2 separate regions of the Zea mays genome follow, and region 1 is linked to region 2. A link is a contact called in public Hi-C data. All regions are on one chromosome and are shown on one strand. Each heading gives the region's core, a stretch centred on a gene start, on an enhancer-like site or on the middle of the called end of the contact. The rest is flanking DNA. Distances are from core to core; before and after follow the strand shown. Region 1 holds the start of LOC100283532. Region 2 holds the start of LOC100282207 (2-hydroxy-3-oxopropionate reductase).

Region 1 (6,535 bases), core at 3,731-6,230, 230 kb after region 2:
CTTAGCCCGAGTCCGAGCCCTGGGTCGGGCGGAGCGGAGTTCGCCGTCTTCCGGGACTTAGCCCGAGTCCGAGCCCTGGGTCGGGCGAAGCGGAGCTTCCTATGGTGCCTTCGGCAGGGCCTGACTGCCTGTCAGCCTCACTCTGTCAAGTGGCACCGCAGTCGGAGTGGCGCAGGCGGCGCTGTCCTTCTGTCAGGCCGGTCAGTGGAGCGGCGAAGTGACGGCGGTCACTTCGGCTCTGCCGGGGGGGGGGGGGGCGTCAGGATAAAGGTGTCAGGCCACCTTTGCATTAAATGCTCCTGCGACTTGGTCGGTCGGTGCGGCGATTTAGTCAGGGTTGCTTCTTAGCGAAGGCAGGGCCTCGGGCGAGCCGGAAATATGTTCGTCGTTGGAGGGGGGCCTCGGGCGAGACGAAAATCCTCCGGGGTCGGCTGCCCTTGTCCGAGGCTAGGCTCGGGCGAGGCGTGATCGAGTTGCTCGAATGGACTGATCCCTGACTTAATCGCACCCATCAGGCCTTTGCAGCTTTATGCTGTTGGGGGTTACCAGCTGAGAATTAGGAGTCTTGAGGGTACCCCTAATTATGGTCCCCGACAGGTAGACAATAATCACAAAATTTGGAAATTGAAGATGCCACTAAAAATTTAATTTTTGTATGGTACCTTCGAAGAGGGGTTATCCTCACAAAGGACAACCTTGCCAAGCGAAATTGGATTGGAAGTCTAAAATGTGTATTTTGTCACCATGACAAGACAATCAAACATTTATTCTTCCAATGCAATTTTACCAGTTCTGTATGGTCAGTCATCCAAACGACTTCCAATTTTTACCCTCCGAGTAGTGTTGTTAATATGTTTGGTAACTGGCTACAAGGGATAGATAACAAGCATAGGATTCTCAGTTGGGTGGGAGCGATGGCCTTGATATGGTCGCTTTAGCTATGTAGAGATGATTTGGTTTTTAATGGTAAAAGTTCTTCTCCTCTGCCAGTCATTTACTGGTGTACTTCTTTGCTCCGTTTGTGGCTACCATTATGGTGTATGGAAAATAGAGAGTTGTTTATGGAGGTGTGTACACGATTGGAGCAGATGGTGAGGGATATTTTTATCCGGCTGGTCAGACGACACAGAGGTTGGCTGTAGAGCAGCAAAAGAGGAAGAATGACGAGGAGAAGAAGCGAGCTCGCGAGAAAAAGGTGGCTTGCAATGCTCTCGAGAGGCGCCACCGAGCGCGAGAGAGGGAGGGGGTGCCACTGGAGCCATTCCCAAGCACGATCTCCGCCGCCGCCGACGATGATGACGACGATGAGGGGATGGAGATCCGGCTTGGCTTCAGTCCCAACGTTAGGCTCTGGTCCGAACCATCCTCAATGGGTCTGTACGTTGGTCCGGACGCGCCGGTGCTCGGGCTCGAGATGTTAGCACCTTTGCCTGAGATGCGGACGCCTGTTGTGCCGGAGTCTATCCCCACAGTCGAGGAGGAGGAGGTTGTGGAGCGGCCTACCGACCCACTCCCAGCGCCGGCCTCAGGGACCAACGACATGAGGAGCATGGGGCCATTGAGGCTAGGCCTGTCTCGGCCCGAGTAAGTTATCGTGAGATATCTGAAACTTGGTCTTTTTCCTTGAGTTTTTTTGATGAATTTCTCTCCCGCATACTTTAGCCTAAAGCGCAAAGCGGGACACACAGTCGTGCAGTGGAGTGGTCAAAACAGTAGTTGAAGTGGTCTCCTGCGGGATTCGTAGGGAGTTGGTGGCTACTGCTAGGCGGAGTTTCCTCCTGAGGTCGAGGGCGACTTTGGGCGAGGCGGAGTTCTTTCTCGAGGCTGGGGCCGTGCTTAGATGTCGCATCTGGAGTTGAGAACAGTGATCAGAGCGGGTGAGCAATGTCCGGTATTCACGGTGCATCATCGTAGTCGGTGAAAGTAGATGGGACCACGGTCCCATCGTCCTCTATTGAATGCGGTGTCACATGGAGCAGATATTTGTATCATTGCATTTAATGTGCACATCTTCATGGTTCTCGAGAACTTTGGCCGAGGCCGGGCTCAAGGCTGGCCTTCGTCCGAGATGCCCTCGGGCGAGGCAGAAATTTCTTTCCGTAAAAGGGGTCCCTCGGGCGAGTCCAGGATCCACACAGGCACAACCTTTGCTCGAGGATAGGCTCGGACGAGGTGTAGTTTTGAGCAGCCGTTGAGCGGTCTCTCGGGCGAATCACGATTAGACCATGCGTGACCTCGGGGGAGCGTTTTCCGGTTTATGATTTCCTGGTACTCAGGTGCCGGATATGGTTAGGGGCATGATCCCACTAATTATGATATCCGACACTTACCGTTGCCTTCTTATAGGGCAAAGAAAAACATGTCTCACTTAACTGAGAAATAAGCTTAAAATATTGCAGACTGAACATGCAAATTGTCTTGTGAATGCCAGATCAAATAAGTTAACCGAGTCTTTCCGGTGAAATAGTTAGTAATTAGTATTGTTTCTCGTAATAAAACATATATGCCGCATGAAAGACTTATTTGTTCCACGACTCTAGATTTCTAACCCTTTAAAACAATTTATGCTATTGAAGTATATGATAATATATGTGTTTTTCTTTTTTATATAATCGTTATGCACTAATATTTTATAAAATAATTCGTTGTCATTGCAACGCACAGGTATTGTTGAAAGGGAAATAGGGTTAACCATTTTATATAATCGATTTTGGTGGTTGACGTACAACACAAATCACATGGATTAACTAGTTTGTCTAGATATCATTTATCTCAGGTGCATAAGGTTCAACACAAACCAAGAAAGAAATTCAATTAGGGACTCAATCAAAGAATTGAGCAAGACTTAGAGTGTGCTAGAATTTGGTGCATCAGACAGTGTCCGGTGCGCCAGCCGAGACAGCCAGCAAACCGACCACTCTCGGGTTTCTGCCAGGCGCGCTCCACTATAATTCACCGGACTGTCCGGTGAGCCAGCGGAGCAACGGCTCCCTGCGTGACAATGGTCGACTGTGCAGAGCTACAGTGGTGAACTGTGCCACGACAAAAGTCAGAGCACAGAAGTCAGAGGGCACCGGACTGTCCGGTGCAGTAAGAAGACAAACGTCTACAATGGTCAACTGCTCTGAATCCTAACGGTTGCGCTGACGTGGCGCGCACCGGACAGTGCACAGTGACTGTCCGGTGCGCCCATCGCCAGCAGCCCTTGCCAACGGCTAGGAAGTGGTTGGGGGCTAAAATACCCCAACCACCTCATTCATTGGCATCCAAGTATTCTGAACATCCCACTCATTGCAAGATCAAAATACTTTACTCCAAGACACATTCAATAGATCAAATCCTCTCCAAGCCTCTAAATCAACTCAATTCCATTAGGGACTTGAGAGATGGTGTTTTGTGTTCTTTTGTTGCTCTTATTGCTTGGATTGACCTTTTTCTTTTTTCATTCTTATTCTCAAGTGCTTTGTAAGCGAAGCAAGTGACACCAAGTGTGTGGTGGTCCTTGCGGGGTCTTAGTGACCCGTGTGATTAAGGAAAAGTCTCATTCGATCTAAGTGACCGTTTGAGAGAGAGGGAAATGGTTGAAATAGACTCGGCCTTTGTGGACTCCTCAACGGGGACTAGGTTTTTTGGAACCGAACCTCGGTAAAACAAATCACCGTGTCTACTCGCTTTGATTCTCGTTTGATTTGTTTGCCCTTTCTCCTCTCTCTAACGTTTCCTTGCTAGTATTGATTTGAGTTCGCTCCCATACGTCATCTGCATCCTTTGAGCAACTCTTAGCAAGAAAAACAATCTTTCGGATTTGAATATAATTCTAACGCTAACCTCGGCCTTTAGTGTGTTAAAAATTTATAAATTTCAGGTTTCGCCTATTCACCCCCCTCTAGGCGACTTTCAATTGTACTAATATTTTTAAATAGTTTTGGAATACTAACGGTTTTAAGATGTCATGACACAACTGTAGTATTTTTAACATCACTCTTAACAATACGTGTTTGGAGACAAAATATTTCAAACCATAATATTTAGTATACATATGCAAGGCTAGCCATATATAAAATATTTAGGTTGGAGTGGAGTTTTAAATACTCCAAAAATATCATGGTATCTATAAAACCATAACATTATAACTAGAGTTTTTTACGAGATAGCCAAACACCTCTTATCAATAAATATGCTACCTTCGTTTCAAAATATGTTTCTTTCTAGGTTTTTTTGGTCCACATTCATTTTAATAATAATAAATACAGATATACGTGCAAATTACATTCACAGATTAACTAATAAATACATATTTAACATAAAACGAATTTTATTTTGGGACAAAGGAAATATTATAGTATTTTTCGTACCATGGTTTTAATTTTAAAACTCCAAAAATATTTCCTCCACACCTGCATAAAGAAAAGAGCGCACACTGCACACATCGAATCAACCCAACCGAATGCCCCCAATCCGTGTAATAGACGATGGTCCGAGTACGGTGGGCGAGCAGCATGGACCTTTGAGTTTGAGAGCGATGTGGGCACGGTGGGAGCACGAGCTCTGCTAATAGGAGTACAGGCTCCGTCGCCTCCGCCACTTGATTGAAGTGACGAACCGACGATTGCCCAGCAGTCTCGCTGAACCGGAAAGCGAAGTGTGGAACACGAAACCGAGTGCGACGGAAGAAGAGGAGCCGGATCCGGCAAGGGAAGTGGAACATGGAAAACAACTCAAATGGGCTCGTTTTCAGTAGATGCGGCCCATGATTTGGTGAAAAAAACCGGCCCAATCACGTCACGTCCGTCAAGCCAATCTTGATCAGCAAGGTGGGTCCATGACTAATCTTGGCCTAGCTTCTGTAGTGCGCGGAAAGCCGAGCCCAGTTCACGGGCCCACTATCCTTTTGCAGTTTTGCTCCCACAGTGCCCCTTGCTTGAAAGCGAACTGGAACATGTTTTGGACGACGAGCACCTCGTGGTTTCCGCTTTTCCCAAATTGCCCCTCTGAAATCCTCGCAGGCCTACGGTCTCGCGGTATTGCGCTTCTCGTCTTCTCTAATCCTCTTCTGCTCCCTCCACTACCAGTCCACCACCACCACTGCTACCATCGGTTCCCCAAACCCTAGCCAAGGGACACGGTGGCCAGCGATGGACGGCGACAGAGAAGGCGCTGCGGCGGTGCACCACCACGCGCGCTCCCCCGAGGACGTCTTCCGCGATTTCCGCGCGCGCCGCGCCGGCATCGTCAAGGCACTCACCACGGGTCAGCTTGTCTCACGCATTTCCTGCCTCCTCCTGTTTGTCCTCTTGGTTTGTGGATGCTTCTCTGATGCTACAGCTGCTTCCGTGGTGCGCGCAGATGTGGAGAAGTTCTATCAGCAGTGCGATCCAGGTGACGCGCCCGACTTTGCTCCCCTCTTTTTTTTCCCGTCCGTCTGTACTGCTCTTATCTTCGAGCTAAGCTTCGCCTTTCACTATATGCCGATCCGGCGTTTGTTTATGGAGCTCGATCCGGTTGCCGTTTAGAGATTCGTCGGATTATTTAAGGACGAATAGTGGTATTGTTAGCCCTTTACTTTTGTCAGATATGTAAGTTTATTCTGTAATTGATCTCACCCTCCAATCTGTTAAGATCATCAATTCAAGGCCGTAAGCTAAAGAAACTTGCGTAGATGAGTACGTCAATTAAAGGAAGTGCTTGGTAAATGGCATGGTTATGTAATTTAAAGTCCTATAATATGCTCCAGCTGCGGTCATTTGAATTTCAGTTTACATGCATAATGCTTTGATTGTACGTAAAAAAAACCATGTACATTACATAATAAAGGGGATTGACCAATTTGCATTTCCGTTTACATGCATAATGCTTGGGTTGTACGTAACAAACCATGTACCTTGCATAATGAAGGGGATTGACCAATCACAGTGCAGTATCACTTGATGGGACACACGATCATTTGGCTCATGTTGGTGTATGTCGGTATTTGCTGAAAGTTGCAGCCTCAGTAGAGTTGAATTGTACTCATTGTCATTGGTTACCATGGGCCTATTCATTTAAACCCTCAGATAGATGCCGTTTTGAGCTACAATCTGTTACTGCTGCTGTGAGGATTGAAATCTGGTTAAAACTATAAAAGCTAGCAAAATTGATGTAGTGCTTTTGACATGATATATCATGTAACCTGGTTTTTCCAGGTTGCCCTCCTGTGAATGAAAAAAGAATGAGAAGTAATATATGTTAGTAGAAGGAATTACAAATTGTATGAAGAATTGTGAAGTGGAGACAAGATAAAAGTCAGATGCAGACATTAATGGTGACTGGCCTAATATTGCTCAATGTCCACAAGTAATCCTGACATACATTCATGGAAAACAGTTATGAGTAAAGTGGCTTCTAGTCATCATTGCAGCATCTGTTTTACTTGATTAACATTTTTTAATAGCATCCTTGCTCTGCTGTCTACTGATGTTCAGTAACATGTCATAACTAGTGACGTGAACATATCAGATTCCATTTCCTTTGTTTTGTCCTGTTGACATATTTCTTT
Region 2 (6,346 bases), core at 2,998-5,497:
GCCCTTGAACTTGTTCTTCTTGGGTTGTTACATTGATGAGCAAGATGACCAAGATCTCCACAGTTGTAGCAATCCATTTCAGAAATGGGCTTTCTTTTATTGGAAAAGAATTTCTTCTTTCTTGAGTCAAATTTGATGCCTTCTTTATTGAGCTTCTTTAACATCTTGGTGGTCTTCCTCACCATCAAGGCAATGTTAGCATCAAGATCATCATCACTTAAGGATTCCTCCTCAATTTGTACTTTAGTTTTTTCTTTTCTTTCTTGATTTGCTTTGAGAGCCAAATCCTTTCTCTTGGAAGATGACTCATCCTTGTCATTGATGTGCATGTACATATCATGAGCATTGATCTTTCCCAATATCTGTGTAGGAGTGGCAACTGAAAGATCCATCTGATGCAACACTGTGACAATGTGTCCATATTTGTCTATTGGGAGGACACTGAGAATCTTCCTCACAACATCCAGTTGTGAAATTTGTGTAAGCCCCAAGCCATTTACTTCCTCTACAAGAATATTGAGACGTGAGTACATAGCATTGGCATTTTCATTAGCAAGCATCTCAAAAGAATTTAATTTTCTCATAGCAATGTGATATCTCTCCTCACGCTCACTTCTAGTTCCTTCATGTAGAGCACATATGTCCATCCACAAATCATAAGCATTTCTATGGCTTCTAACTCTATTAAACACATCTTTGCAAAGGCCTCTAAAGAGAGTGTTTTTGGCCTTAGCATTCCATTTCTCATAGTTAAACTCTTCTCCTACAAGATTTGTGGGATCTTTAGGTTCGAGGAAACCTTGTGTGGCGGCTTTGTAGACACCAATGTCTATAGCCTCTAAATAAGCTTCCATACGAATTTTCTAATATGTAAAATCGTCACCATAAAAAACGGGAGGAGGTCCATCCCCACCGAACATCGTTACTCTAGCGGTTAAGCTAATCTAAGAGCAACAAGGCTCTGATACCAATGGAAAGGATCACGATGCCCAAGAGGGGGGGGTGAATTGGGCTTCTCTAAAAATCAACACTAATTAAAACCTAAGCAAGAGCCCAACTTCACCCCGGCAACTAGCAATAAGAGAATAATACTAGAAATACAACAATGCTAAGACAATACTTCAAATACTCGCTAAACAAATACACAATGTAAAATGCTTGAATTAAGTGCGAAATGTAAAGTAAGGTTTAGAAGACTCCTCCAATTTTTCCCGAGGTATCGAAGAGTCGGCACTCTCCCCTAGTCCTCGTTGGAGCACCCCACACAAGGGTATCGCTCCCCCTTGGTCATCGCAAGAACCAAGTGCTCACTATGAGATGATCCTTTTCCACTCCGGCGCGATGGATCCCTCACGACCGCTTACAAACCTGAGTCGGGTCACCAACAAGATCTCCATGGTGATCACCGAGCTCCAAACACCACCAAGCCGTCTAGGTGATGCCGATCACCAAGAGTAACAAGCCGTAGACTTTCACTTGACCAAGAGAAGCCTAATGCATGCGGTGTTTGCTCTAGGTGGCTCTCGCTAGCACTAATGAGGTCCAAATGCGGGATTAAGATTCTCTAATCACCTCACTAGGCTTTGTGGTGCTTGCAATGCTCTACGAATGTGTAGGAGTAAATGTGGGCAGCAAGACAATCAATATGGTGGGTGGAGGGGGTATAAATAGCCCTCACCCTCCAACTATCCTTTACGAGAACTTTCCTGCGCATGGGCGCACTGGACAGTCCGGTGCACCACCGGTGCGCCAACGATCGACTCCAACGGCTAGTTCTGACAGCTAGCCGTTGGGCAGATGGCACACCGGACAGTCCGGTGCGATGTCCGGTGTGCCACTAAAATTCAGCTAGCGAACTCTACGCTCTCGGGTTTCTGCGCAGGGGAAAGACCTTCCCCGGGCCAACTTGGCCCCACCTGACAGAGGGCACACCGGACAGTCTGGTGCCCCAAAGCCAGAAACCCTAGTTTCTATTTTCTTCTGTTTTTCAAATCGGTTTTCATTCTAACTTGTGAGTATGTTCTAAAGTGACACCTAGCACTATATGTGAGTGTGAATATGCACCAACACTACACTAGAACTCTCTTGGTCAAACTACTCATCGATAACCCCTATTTATAGTATGGCTAAAACAAAATAAAAGACCTAACTATATCACGAGTGTGCGCAACTCCTTGACACTCAGAATACGAAGACCTTCACTTTTTGTTTCGTCGCTTTAGCCTTCGCTTCAAGTTCTTATCTCCAGGATTGTTTTCACCGTTGTAGTACATCTACCTGTAATGCGACCTAACTAACCATTTGTCTCTGCAAAACACACGTTAGTCACATATAATATTACGTTGTCATTAATCACTAAAACCAACCAGGGGCCTAGATGCTTTCAAGTGTCTTCGGCGAAGTCATGCTCGGTCTGAGTGTTTGGGGAGCTTCACTAGCCTAAGCTGGTCGTGGAGCTCGACTAGGCGGAGATAGGATGGGATGGCCGGGCTACGATGGCCGAGGTTTTGGCGAGCTTGCGGACAGCGCCGCGCTCGATTTCCTGACAATCATCAGCGTCCAGTCGTCGGCAAGGGTGGGAGGCGTGCAGAAGGGCAAAGTCGAGGGGCTGGGGCTTCTTATAGGCGAAGGCGTGGGCACGGGCGCGGGGCTAGGCATGCGGTCGAGCCGACCAAAGCTCGTGGCGTGCGTGGGCACGGTCAGAGCGCGTTCCCGAGTGCCAGCCGAGGTCGAACATGTGGAGGTTTGCTTCTGCCCATGTCCAAGCACCTATTTAGCTGCTCTAACGTGTGTATCTTGGCAAAGATCTCGTGTAAGGTCTCTTCCCTGTTCCAAATCCTTTCTTTTCTATGTGAGTTCCGACCGTAGATATGCTTAGGATGAGGAGAAAAGCTTGAAAAGCTTGTGTCAAGTTGGGTCTGTCACTCAGCATGGGTCGCGACAAAAACCAGGCCAAAGCGTGTCAAACAGTTTTGGTTTAGTTTCAAACTTCACCAGGGTGTGTCTGAGGTATTTAGGTGCCACTTTGTCCATAGGACCATTTGCTTTTGAGTTTTGGAGCTAGGTGAACACGGTTGATCTTTGAAAATGGGATGAAAAAGACTTAGAGAAAATATTGATTTCCCCCTTTGGGTTCCTTAGTTGAGTATCCAATTTGGGGCTATTTTAGATTCATTTTGGGGAAACTTCCTTGCTATATTTAGTAGATATTTTGGTAATCTTCAACTTGTATAATTAGTCCAACTCATGATAATGTTATCCTCATTGTCTTTTTACCTGATTTATGCATTGTTTCATATGTCTCATGTGAATAGACTTAAGTTTTTTTAGAAACTTTTCTCTCTGTTATAGGCACCATAAGGTTAAGGTAGGCATCTTAGAATAATAAACACTTGCTAACCATTTGATTGCTAAGTTTTGGTTATCTTGGGCTTAACTAAACCACATGTGATAATAGGTCAAGGGTGTGGGTACAGAGTAGAAACCCTGAGTAACACCTGTGGTGTTACAACCCTCCCCCTAAAAAGAATCTCGTCCTGAGATTTGGGTGAGATTATAAGTGGTAAGGAGGTGGGTGACTCTACTGCCTAAACAGGGGTGGTGTACATTTTGAGACATTTTGCCAACCAGCTCTTCGGATGTCATCCTCTTTGCAACTTCAGAAGGAAGCCCTATTATCCTTATCTAGAGGTTCCAATTTTCTTTAAGTAGTGAGGTATGATGGCATCTTAAAAGCAGAAAGCAAGGGGTGTGATGGGGTATGGTTATGTACCAACACTTTTTAATAGGAATTCAGGGTAGTTTCTGCTTAGAAAATCCTCGATCTCCCCTGTAGCTTCTTCTTCGGTGTGGTTGCTCCATTGGACTTTATACATCTTAACTGCAAGCACTCGTACCAGCCTCACAAGTTATGGACCTGAGTAAGTGAACACCAATGGCCCAATCAATAGCCACTGATCCAACGAACCCGTGCCTGATCCAATATGTTCCCTTAGTCCACGTGCTCAGCGACATACTTAAACTATAGCCATTACATCGTGTATTTGACCGTACAAAATACTGTTTTACAGTGAAGACTATACTATTTATATGGTGGAATTTAAAATAGAGATGATAATAAAATAAATAACTGAAGGGCCACAACGACTGTCCGATGCACTGTAGACGGTGGCGATCTAGGCATCCTGCGCTTCTCTCGCTACGTAGACAAGACCACAAAAAAAAAAACACTACGAGTACCATACAGAAGAAAATCGAGGATTGGCTGGGACGGACACAGATAGAGGAGGGTTTGCCCCTGCACACCGCTGCGCTACTGGGAGGAGCACAAGTGTATCGCTGTGGCTGCGGCGCCCGGCAGTCCGCCACAAGCACACGCGCACACAGGGGCCAAGCGCCTACACCTACAGAGGAGAGACAAGGTCTGCCGTCCGCGCGTGCGCGGAAGAGGGGACGGAGGAAGAAGGCTGCCAGCAATCAGAGATGGAGGTGGGGTTCTTGGGTCTGGGCATCATGGGCAAGGCAATGGCGACCAACCTCCTCCGCCACGGCTTCCGCGTCACCGTCTGGAACAGGACCCTCGCCAAGGTATTGCATCGGAACCGCTGCGCCCGCGCCCTTATGTTCTGCTGAAATCCGAATCCGTCGCCTCCCGTCCGCACGCGTGCTCCCGAAATCACATCTCCATGACCTCTTCTCCTAGTGCCAAGAGCTCGCCGCGCTCGGCGCCACCGTCGGGGAGACGCCTGCCTCCGTCGTCTCCAAGTGCAGATACACCATCGCCATGCTCTCCGACCCCAGCGCCGCCCTATCAGTTAAGACACGGTTCATATTATTCAGCCGTGGTTCCTCTTTCTTATACAGGATATAGGAAATACGCGACGTTTCATTTTTTTTTCTAATCGATTTCCGGTCCGGCGGTCCCTGTTTTTCCACCTAGGTCGTCTTCGACAAGGATGGCGTGCTCGAGCAGATCGGTAGCGGGAAGGGCTATGTGGACATGTCCACTGTTGACGCTGCAACTTCGACCAAGATTAGCGAGGTATCTCCCTCAGCTGCTTCTGTTTTATCAGATTGCAAAGCCTCTTTTCCTACATTACATTCAGTTCTGGTATCTATTTGGTTTTTGGCTATTGTGCAGCTATAAGATGCCGCTTTCTTTGTTTTTGGCGTCAGTGGTAGATGACGAGGTAGTTTGATTGTCTGGATATCTAGATCGCCACTGAGCAATGGTTGCAGGGATAGACCTTGCATCATATCTTTCCATTTTATCAAGCTTGTCTAATGTATCGTATTCTACTAGTGTTAGCCGTTTTAGGATGAGCAACCTGTTGAAGATATGTCCAAGAGACAATCACAAATAATTCAGATTAGAGTCCAACTCGTATTGGGATTAAAGGTGTAATGGGCCACGACCAATTAATACGCTCTATAAATATATGGGAAGCGGCTAGGATTACATGATAGCTGTCCAATGAGCTTCACCATAAATGGACTTACGAAGTTTATATCTTGTACTGTGGTGTGGAAGGGGAGCCTCATCAGTTCGATTGCTGCAGATGGCTAGGCCGAACCACAGATGGCAAAGATCCTTGAATCGCTCACATGATGATGTGCCCTCATCTTGCTCTAGGGGGTCCTCCTTGCCAGTCGTAGGTGGAGAAGACGAGCTTGCTGAAGTGGGGAACACCTGAACAGTGTTCTTAAGGCGTCGCCTAGGCGACGCTTAGGCGTCCAGGCGCCCGGGCAAAACTGGCCGTCTTGCTCGCCATACCCGCCTAGGCGCCGCCTAGGCGCTAAAGCGGTTTTCTGGTCCACCTGCTCGCCTAGGCGCCTTAAGAACACTGCACCTGAACTGACGTGCGCACGGGCAACATTTACAGTGGAGGAGGCCTGCACAGATGAGCAAGGTGGCCCCTGCGGAAACATTGATAGCAGGGACGAAGGGGGCAATAGTGGCTGTTGCGGTGTGTAGGAGGGTGGCAAGCAGGGTGGTGGAGGCCAGTACAGTGGTGGTGCTGTAGAAGGATGGAAACATCGTCGCTCCGTACCCTGGCATCCTATAGGGAAAACCCTGGTGCATGGCGCTCACAGAGTAGGACGCCTGTTGGTGCTCTAGTGACGATATGCGGGTGGTCAGATTAGCTAGTTGCATGGTGATGTCCACGAAGGCCTTCACGGTGCCGTTGGTGGCCTATGGTGGGATTGACGACTGCTTCTCGGAGTCATTGTCAATCGGCATCTCCAATACCAGATTGATAGGATCTGGAATCTTGTTGCGGTTCTGTAAGTTGTATGGATAGAAAATCGATGGCCACAACGTGTACCTCCGGCAGCACACAAGAGT

Evidence for each region. A called contact is a pair of places that touch in the nucleus more often than the background predicts.
Region 1: a contact with region 2 is called in a Hi-C map of ear, with 2.1 times the contacts expected there. The contact joins the promoter of LOC100283532 here to the promoter of LOC100282207 in region 2. A contact is called at or near these places in 3 of 25 Hi-C or Micro-C datasets (ear, leaf and tassel).

Annotation. Positions count from the first base shown.
Region 1 is chr4:125,434,639-125,441,173 of Zm-B73-REFERENCE-NAM-5.0, forward strand. It overlaps LOC100283532, which reads left to right and starts at 4,981. Exons shown (of 5, transcript NM_001156432.2): 1 at 4,981-5,250; 2 at 5,347-5,379. The coding sequence starts at 5,136.
Region 2 is chr4:125,203,032-125,209,377 of Zm-B73-REFERENCE-NAM-5.0, forward strand. LOC100282207 (2-hydroxy-3-oxopropionate reductase) reads left to right here and starts at 4,248. Exons shown (of 8, transcript NM_001155119.2): 1 at 4,248-4,587; 2 at 4,703-4,813; 3 at 4,940-5,041. The coding sequence starts at 4,483.